Linked DNA regions of Hordeum vulgare: region 2 is linked to region 1. The links are chromatin contacts, called in public Hi-C maps. All regions are on one chromosome and are shown on one strand. Each heading gives the region's core, a stretch centred on a gene start, on an enhancer-like site or on the middle of the called end of the contact. The rest is flanking DNA. Distances are from core to core; before and after follow the strand shown. Region 1 has its middle 160 kb from the start of LOC123397754. Region 2 has its middle 220 kb from the start of LOC123397754.

Region 1 (3,851 bases), core at 612-3,111:
AAATATGAGCACATACTAGCTGTTTTACAGCAACAAACTCATAATTTGTAGTACTACTACATCGAGCATGGTAGCACGTGAGCCGAATCCCCGATACCTAATCAAGTATGCCGCCGTTGCTACATATCCTATTATGTAGCAATGATATATCATACTAATATTTAGTAATCATTTTATTAATGGAACAACTTTGTTGGTTTAGAGGGTGCTTGGATACGTTTTAGTCCCATGACTAAAAGTAATGAGACTAAAACTTGCTAGTCTCACCCATGCTTGGATCCAAGTACTAAAGAGACTAAAATCAAGTTAATGAGCATTTATTATCCTCCAAACCCTCCAATCCGGAACTTGCATGAGGAGTTAAATGAGGAGAGAGAGGACTAATGCACATTTTAGTAGGGGTACCCCTGACTAAAAGATTTTAGCCTCAAGACTAGTTTTAGCCTCTCTTTAGTCAGGGGTGCTTGGAACTTTAGCCTCTTAAAGAGGCTAGTTTTAGTCAGACTAGTTTTAGTCCCTTGGATCCAAGCACCCTCTTACTTATTTTGTTGTTCAAGTTCTTTGGTTTAGGTGAACACTTCTTTTTCGTGATGCGTGATGTATTGCTTTATTTTTGTTTTCGGCAGTATTCGTTTCAGTTTCTTTATATTTGTTTTTGTTTCTAAAAATACAGATGTTGCGGCACTCATTTCCTTCCATTTTCGTTTGGCAACCGTCAATACAACTAGTGACGATTCTAGTAGGGAGGCTTCAATAGGTTGAAGTCTACCCTTCAAAATTCTATTTCAGTTAAATATAATATACTACATTAAGGTGTTTTGCATGTAATAACTTTAATGTATTTACTAATTAGATTTTGTATAAATTAATGATTTGAGCCTATCCTCTACTATCACGTTAGATTCGTCACTGGATTCAACTATTTCCTAACAGAGAGTACAAATATAGCAACCGTTGATACGAGCACTACGTTTTAGAGGATGTTTGGATACGTTTTAGTCCCATGATTAAAAGTAGTGAGAGGGTGCTTGGATCCAAGAGACTAAAACTAGTCTGACTAAAACTAGTCTCTTTAAGAGGCTAAAGTTCCAAGCACCCCTGACTAAAGAGAGGCTAAAACTAGTCTTGAGGTTAAAATCTTTTAGTCAGGGGTACCCCTACTAAAATGTGCATTAGTCCTCTCTCTCATCATTTAACTCCTCATGTAAGTTCTGGATTGGACAGTTTGGAGGATAATAAATGCACATTAACTTGATTTTAGTCTCTTTAGTACTTGGATCCAAGCATGGGTGAGGCTAGCAAGTTTTAGTCTCACTACTTTTAGTCATGGGACTAAAACGTATCCAAGCACCCTGTGAGACTAAAACTTGCTAGCTTTGTCCATGCTTGGATTCAAATACTAACGAGACTAAAATCAAGTTAATGAGCATTTATTATTCTGCAAACCTCCAATCCAGAACTCATCTGAGGAGTTAAATGACGAGAGAGATGACTAATGCACATTTTAATAGGGGTACCCCTGACTAAAAGATTTTAGCCTCTAGACTAATTTTAACTTCTCTTTAGTTAGAGATGCTTGAAACTTTAGCCTCTTAAAGAGACTAGTTTTAGTCAGACTAATTTTAGTTCCTTGGATCAAAGCACCCTCATAATTGCTCCAGCCGTGTGGCAAGTAGTTGGATTCGATTTGTGCTTGTAGCAAAAGCACGAGGCATACAAGCCGTTCGCGTGCGGAGGCAGACGGTTGGGTTGTTTGTTTGCTTGTGCCGTTGGGAATCTGGATGGATTTGATGCTTGGACAGTTCTCATTTCGTAGGAGTTTGGGCTCGTAGAGGGAAGTCGTTGTCGGTTGGAGGGGAGGCGCAGAGTCGCGGACAGCCTGGCTGCGGCACGGCACTGAAATGATTCCGCCCCCCTTTGTGCCACGTCACCACGCTCCGTTTCGTCGAATCCTTTTCTTTTCCCGGCGGTGTCTTCCCATTATCTCTCCATCCCAACGAACGCTTCTTTCCTATACGTGCCGGTGTCTTCCGATTTCTGTATCGCCATATCGGCCATGCCTCGACTATCTCTGCATCGCAACGAACCCTTCTTTCCTATGCGTGCACACGGACAGAGCAATTTCAATGCAACGATCCATTTCGTCCGACGTCGTCCGTTTGGGTCAGCGCGTTGTCCGTGTAGATCCATTGTCAAAGCGTGACCGTTTCGCGTCTGTGTCGATCCATTTCCGACGCAAATTTGGGATTAAATACGTCGGCGCTGGCGGGAAGCGGACGCGTGCTCCCTCGGTGTCCATCCCCAACCACCGCGGTCAACATAATTTATGACGGCCGTCATCCTCGGACCCACGCGTCGGGTTCGACCATCTGCTTCCAGAACCCTCCTCCGTCCCCATCTCGCCACCCTTCTGTTTCCCCGTCGATGACCCAACAATCATAGACAACTGCGACAACCTCGTCGTTTATGCCGTGAGATGCTGCCAGAGGAGGTCGCCTACCTGCAGGCTAAGAGGGCGATGCATCAGACGCACAAGTGCGCCGTGCTACGCCCGACTTTTTTCAGAACACCCTCGTCGTCGACCCTCGTGCGCTTCTTTCAGAGGAGGTCGCCTATCTTCAAGCTAAGATGGCGTTCTGCCTGGCGAACGAGCGTGTCCGTGCTGCGCCATCGCCGACACCAGCACTACCCGCGCCGGCACAGCCCGCCCCCATTCCGACACAACCCGACCTCGCCCCCGCGCCGGCATAGCCGCCCCCACTCCGACACAGCCCGACCTCGCCGCCGTCGCCGAGGACGTCTAGGTTTTTTCTTTTTCATTAATAATGTAACGCTGGACTCTCGTCGGCCTTCGTGGCCGATTTTTTTAATGTTTAAATTATGCATGTTTGATGTACGTCGGTAAAAATGAGTCGAGTCAGCGTTGGACGCATGCGTCAATCCAAACGTCGAAGCGGAAGTTTGTGTCCGGCTGTCCGACCCAAACGGACGCCATTGAAGTTGCCCTCAAGGTACTGATCAGATGACTCATCAGAATTGATGGCACCTCCGACTCCGATGAGCAGCAGGCGACGTGAACTCATCACTCATCACCCATCGAGTCGTCGCAGATCCGGGGAAGGGGAAGGGGAAGGAGAAGCACGCAGAACAAACAAGAGACCAAAGGCCGCCGGACGCGGCAGGTGGAGCCCACGGGGAATGGCGTCCAGGCTGTCGAGTCAAAACGGCAACGCAACGGCGCCGCATGCACGTACGGCTGTGCTGGTCCGGCCCCCGCGTCACCGTCCCTTTCCGACAACCTTCGCATTCCTACCTCTTCACCTTCAGAATAATACACCACTCCCATCGTTACGTGATCAGCTAATTGTCTATAGTTATCTTAAGATAAACATTTCTTTGTTTATGCCCATCCTTATCTCCGTGTGCTCGGTTCAGTCGAGCCATCTCACCTCGGGTTGGGACCCAAGGAATAGTCAGTCAGTCACACACATGCAGGGCTCATCAAATCAAGCAGGCGACGCAACGTAGAGTACTGGGTTTTGGACCAGGAATTATACTACTTTTTTTTTTGAACAAAGGAATTATACTAGTAGTACTATTCTACTGGTACTGGTAAAGCAGAGCAGATAAAACCATGGCCCCGGACGACACACGTGTGGACGACAAGCGACGGACGGCCCAGATCTCGGATCTCGCCAGCCCCACCACCGTTATCAATCATGAACTGCGCCGGTGGGGCCGCGCGTGGGCATCAGCAACACGTGAAGAATACCTATCTCATTCCTTCCGTACGTGTTCGTCTGCGCGTGGGATTATGTTTCGATTAGATTACACGGAGCTTGAGACGAAAT
Region 2 (3,851 bases), core at 725-3,224, 53 kb before region 1:
ACAAGATATTACGTACTCCCTCCGTTCTAAAATATAAGACCTTTTAGAGATTTCACTAGGAGACTACATACAGAGCAAAATGAGTGAATGTACACTCTAAAATATGCCTATATACATCTGTATGTAGTTTATAGTGCAATCTCTAAAAGGTCTTATATTTAGGAACGAAGGGAGTACTATACAACAAGATTTGTGAAAATACAAAACGTATCTGCGTGCATGTATTTCTCCCAAAAATATCTGCATGAATGTAAAAACCGAAAAAGTGAAGAAACAAACTTTAATTGACTCTTTTCTTTTAACTAGCATGCCTTGCTCATCTCCTGAAAACGTGCAAGGCAGAAAGCTTCCTTTGCGGTCGTTCAAGTCTCATCAGAGCTGATCACCATACCATTGTCCATAGAAACTATATCTTCTCTATGATCTTTCAGTGCTGTGCAGATTGTGTGCTACGCCGACGGCGGCCACTTATGTTTCCTCCGACTCCAAGCGAAAAATCAAGCGTGCGTACATACTTCCACTGCTGCACTGCCTAGGCTCTGCATACTCGGCATCAACAATAGTGTCGCGCATTATTTTGAGATTCAAGTCTAAAAATATTTTGAAAAAAGTAAGATTTAGTGTACGCGCATTATTTTGAGATTCAAGTCTAAAAATATTTTGAAGATATACATTTTTATTCATATACCACTCGAGTCTGTGACAAAATAAGCCATGTCATGAGATGCTTACTATGAAGTGTTATTCTTTATATAATTCTCCTAAGCTCCTTTGAATAATTTTATTTCACCCAAGAAAATATTTGTTGTTTTGCATTTTATCATCTATGTTAAGTTATATGTAGTAAGTATAGTCATGTGCATTTGTTAGGTACTCACTTGGTTTTTAGTACATATGAAAAATCCTTTTGTTCAGAATTTAATGATTTAATTTTTTTGGGAGATGGAGCCACGTTTTATTGGTTAAAGCTATGGTTAAAAATGAGTGCCGAAAGTCACGTGCATCCCTTATGTACTTATGTCGACCGACTGATTTCGAGAAATAGGCAATTTACAAGAAGTGATACCTAAGATAGTGTCAAAATACCATAGTAGAAAACGAAGAATGTAATTTTCAAGTTATATTTTTAGTTATATATAACTATAGAATAAACAAATTACTAATTCATGAAGCTTCGAGATCAGATAGTTTCTACACTTGGAAAAGGAAAATATATTAGTCAACTCCTAAAAGTCAATATTGGAAACTCACATTAGTTCAATGAATCAATTGTAAACGATTAATAAGAACTACAAACTTAGATTAGTTCTCGCTATCTAAAACAAGTTACAAGTACTGCATAATATCGATTATTCATATATTATATAAACTGATCTAGCCCGTGTGAATGCACGGGTTGTCGACTAGTGTGTGTAAAAATTCATGATGAAATACCTTGAGTTGCGACCTGTACAAAAAAGATAAATTCGTGGTGTGAGAGGATGAATAGTATCATGTGTTAAACTACCTCAAATTTATCTTTTTTGCATAGCCCTCATTTCAATGTATTTTGAACAAAAAATTTACACACATGTGTGTTATATCTTCATGTATATCTATATTTTCTTTCAGATTTTTTTGAAATGTACAAATATGAATTTTGATGAAATTTCAAATTTGAATTTGAAGGCCTCACTGGAGGCCGAGCTCCAAAAGGGATTTCCGAATGAATCATCCAGTGGCATCTTGCCAATTTCACCCATGGTTAAGAAGTGCACTCGAGTGTACGTACGATGGGAAAGTGACACGTCAATAGGGAGCACTCAGTTGACAGGAGAACTAATGAGAACACCAGACACGGTCATGAATTAACGGGGGCCCCATCCATTTAGTCAGTTAACTGTTGAGACGCAAACGCATCCATCGCCACACAGCTGTGCAGCATATTTTGACCAAATGAAGCAAGGAAAGACGATGCCTTGCATGGGACGATCGCCACAAACGTTACATCGGTGGCGGTTGGGATGTTAATTGTCGCCTTGGACCAAAGCGGGACAGGTGTGCACAAAAATACAGAGTTTGCTACTTGTAGTAGCTGCCAGTGGAACATGGCCTTGTGAGACAAATACAGTAACAGCATTTTTAACTGGCCCAATGATCGTTCCTCGAAATGTAAAACAGCGAACAAAACCCAAATACATGCTGCACAGCTTGTCAACAAAAGGCATCCTCTTTCATGTAGCAACATATGCTGCACAACTTGTCCGTAGGCGCCCTTCAATTAGCTTAGCCGTGAGCCCGTGGCCTTTTTCTCGATCTATATTCATCTCTTTGTTGCTCTCGTTGGTTATTTTGTTTCTGGCCGAACGCAGCTTTCCTCCCTTTCTCGCTCCATCATTGTCGATTTCCGCATGCACACTCGATGCATGCAGTCCATCCTACACGACAGGGGCAGGATGGGAAGTCTCTTTCTTCTGATGCAATATATCAAGACGGTTATACGATGTAGACTTCGACTTTAGCAATCACTATTATTTCCGATATTTCCAATTTCCATATGTGCACTAGTCTTAGATATATGCTTTCAAAGGTTATAATCCTCCGAGGCGCGGCAATCATCCATGACCGCTTGAACCACCACACCTCCGTCGGGGTTGTTCAACCCCGCACATTTCACACAAACAAATTATGATTGACAATATTTATTAAAAAGGCCTGCAAAATTTGTGAAATGCACTTGTCGACCGTTTGCTTTGATGTCTTTCCAGTAATACTGCCGGTGGAGTCATTGTGGCTTGGCAATACGACAAGGTTTTGGTTACTAGCTCGCGTGTTGACCTCTTCTCGATCATGTCGTGTCTCAACAACAGTGAACCGTGGATACTCATCAAGGTATACAGGCCAACTATTGATAATCGCAAGGTGCCTTTCGTTGAAAGGTTGTGCTTGATCGGTACCGCTTCTCCTAGTATGTGGGCGACCGCTAGGTCAATCTGATTGTGAACACTGTGGACAAGAGCAATGACCTTCTCAATAGGCCTATGATGGGCTGATCTAGACGACTGCTCAATGACCTTCAGGTCAAGGAGGCGGGGCTTATTGGCATGTGATATACGATAAGAAGGAGCGACAAGGGCTGACTTTGTAGAAGATCGACATGTGGTTCGCTTCCGTGAACTGGAAGGAGCAACAAGATTGCTCCCTTCTGCAAGCGCTATCCACTTCCCCTTGGACCACCATCCGATCATGATGTCGACCAATATGGCCTTTGAGCGGAAGGCGTGGTTCCATTTCTAATCCTTCTGGCCCATGATCCCACAAGGCAGTCTCTAGAAGATGACTTTTCGTCCTTCTATCAATAATCGATTTATGAAAGCGTTCTGGCAGATCAAGCCTACGACCAGAGAGTCTAATATATGGAGCCAGTGGAATATCGGGAACATCAAGTATCATTTGTTGCTTGCGAACGAGGTTGTTTCGATTTTGGATATGGTGTTGGACTCTAGTATGTTGTCTGACGCAGAATGCTGGCTCCACCAAGCTGCACAAGAAGATTTTGGGTCTTGCCTCACTACAATGGACTATTTGCTAGGCAACAATCTCGCCTTACTTGGCTTAAGGAGGGTGACGCGAGCATGACCTTCTTCCACATCCATGCATGGCCTTTTTTATGTTTAGATTTGTGTATGCTTTATGTTTAATTATAATTATTTTCAATTTTTTGTCTTCTCTTCACTAGTTTAGGTCGGTAGTCAATAGTTATAGAGATTTGCATTAGTTGGGTTCAATCTTGCAAGTACTATACGAGTGAGAGGAAATGAAAATTAAATATTATGTATTATTACTACTAAAAAGTGTTAATGGTTAGCAGA

What was found. A called contact is a pair of places that touch in the nucleus more often than the background predicts.
Region 2: a contact with region 1 is called in a Hi-C map of leaf, with 5 times the contacts expected there. The contact joins two enhancer-like sites. A contact is called at or near these places in 4 of 6 Hi-C or Micro-C datasets (leaf, seedling and an unstated tissue).

Annotation. Positions count from the first base shown.
Region 1 is chr5H:345,715,486-345,719,336 of MorexV3_pseudomolecules_assembly, reverse strand. No RefSeq gene overlaps it. Among protein-coding and RNA genes, the nearest start is that of LOC123397754, 160 kb to the right of the region's middle. Within about 2 kb of position 1,861, at least 3 of the 3 cell types and tissues checked have open chromatin away from gene starts, as enhancers often do. A contact at or near this core is called in leaf, where this site is marked.
Region 2 is chr5H:345,768,729-345,772,579 of MorexV3_pseudomolecules_assembly, reverse strand. No RefSeq gene overlaps it. Among protein-coding and RNA genes, the nearest start is that of LOC123397754, 220 kb to the right of the region's middle. Within about 2 kb of position 1,974, at least 2 of the 3 cell types and tissues checked have open chromatin away from gene starts, as enhancers often do. A contact at or near this core is called in leaf, where this site is marked.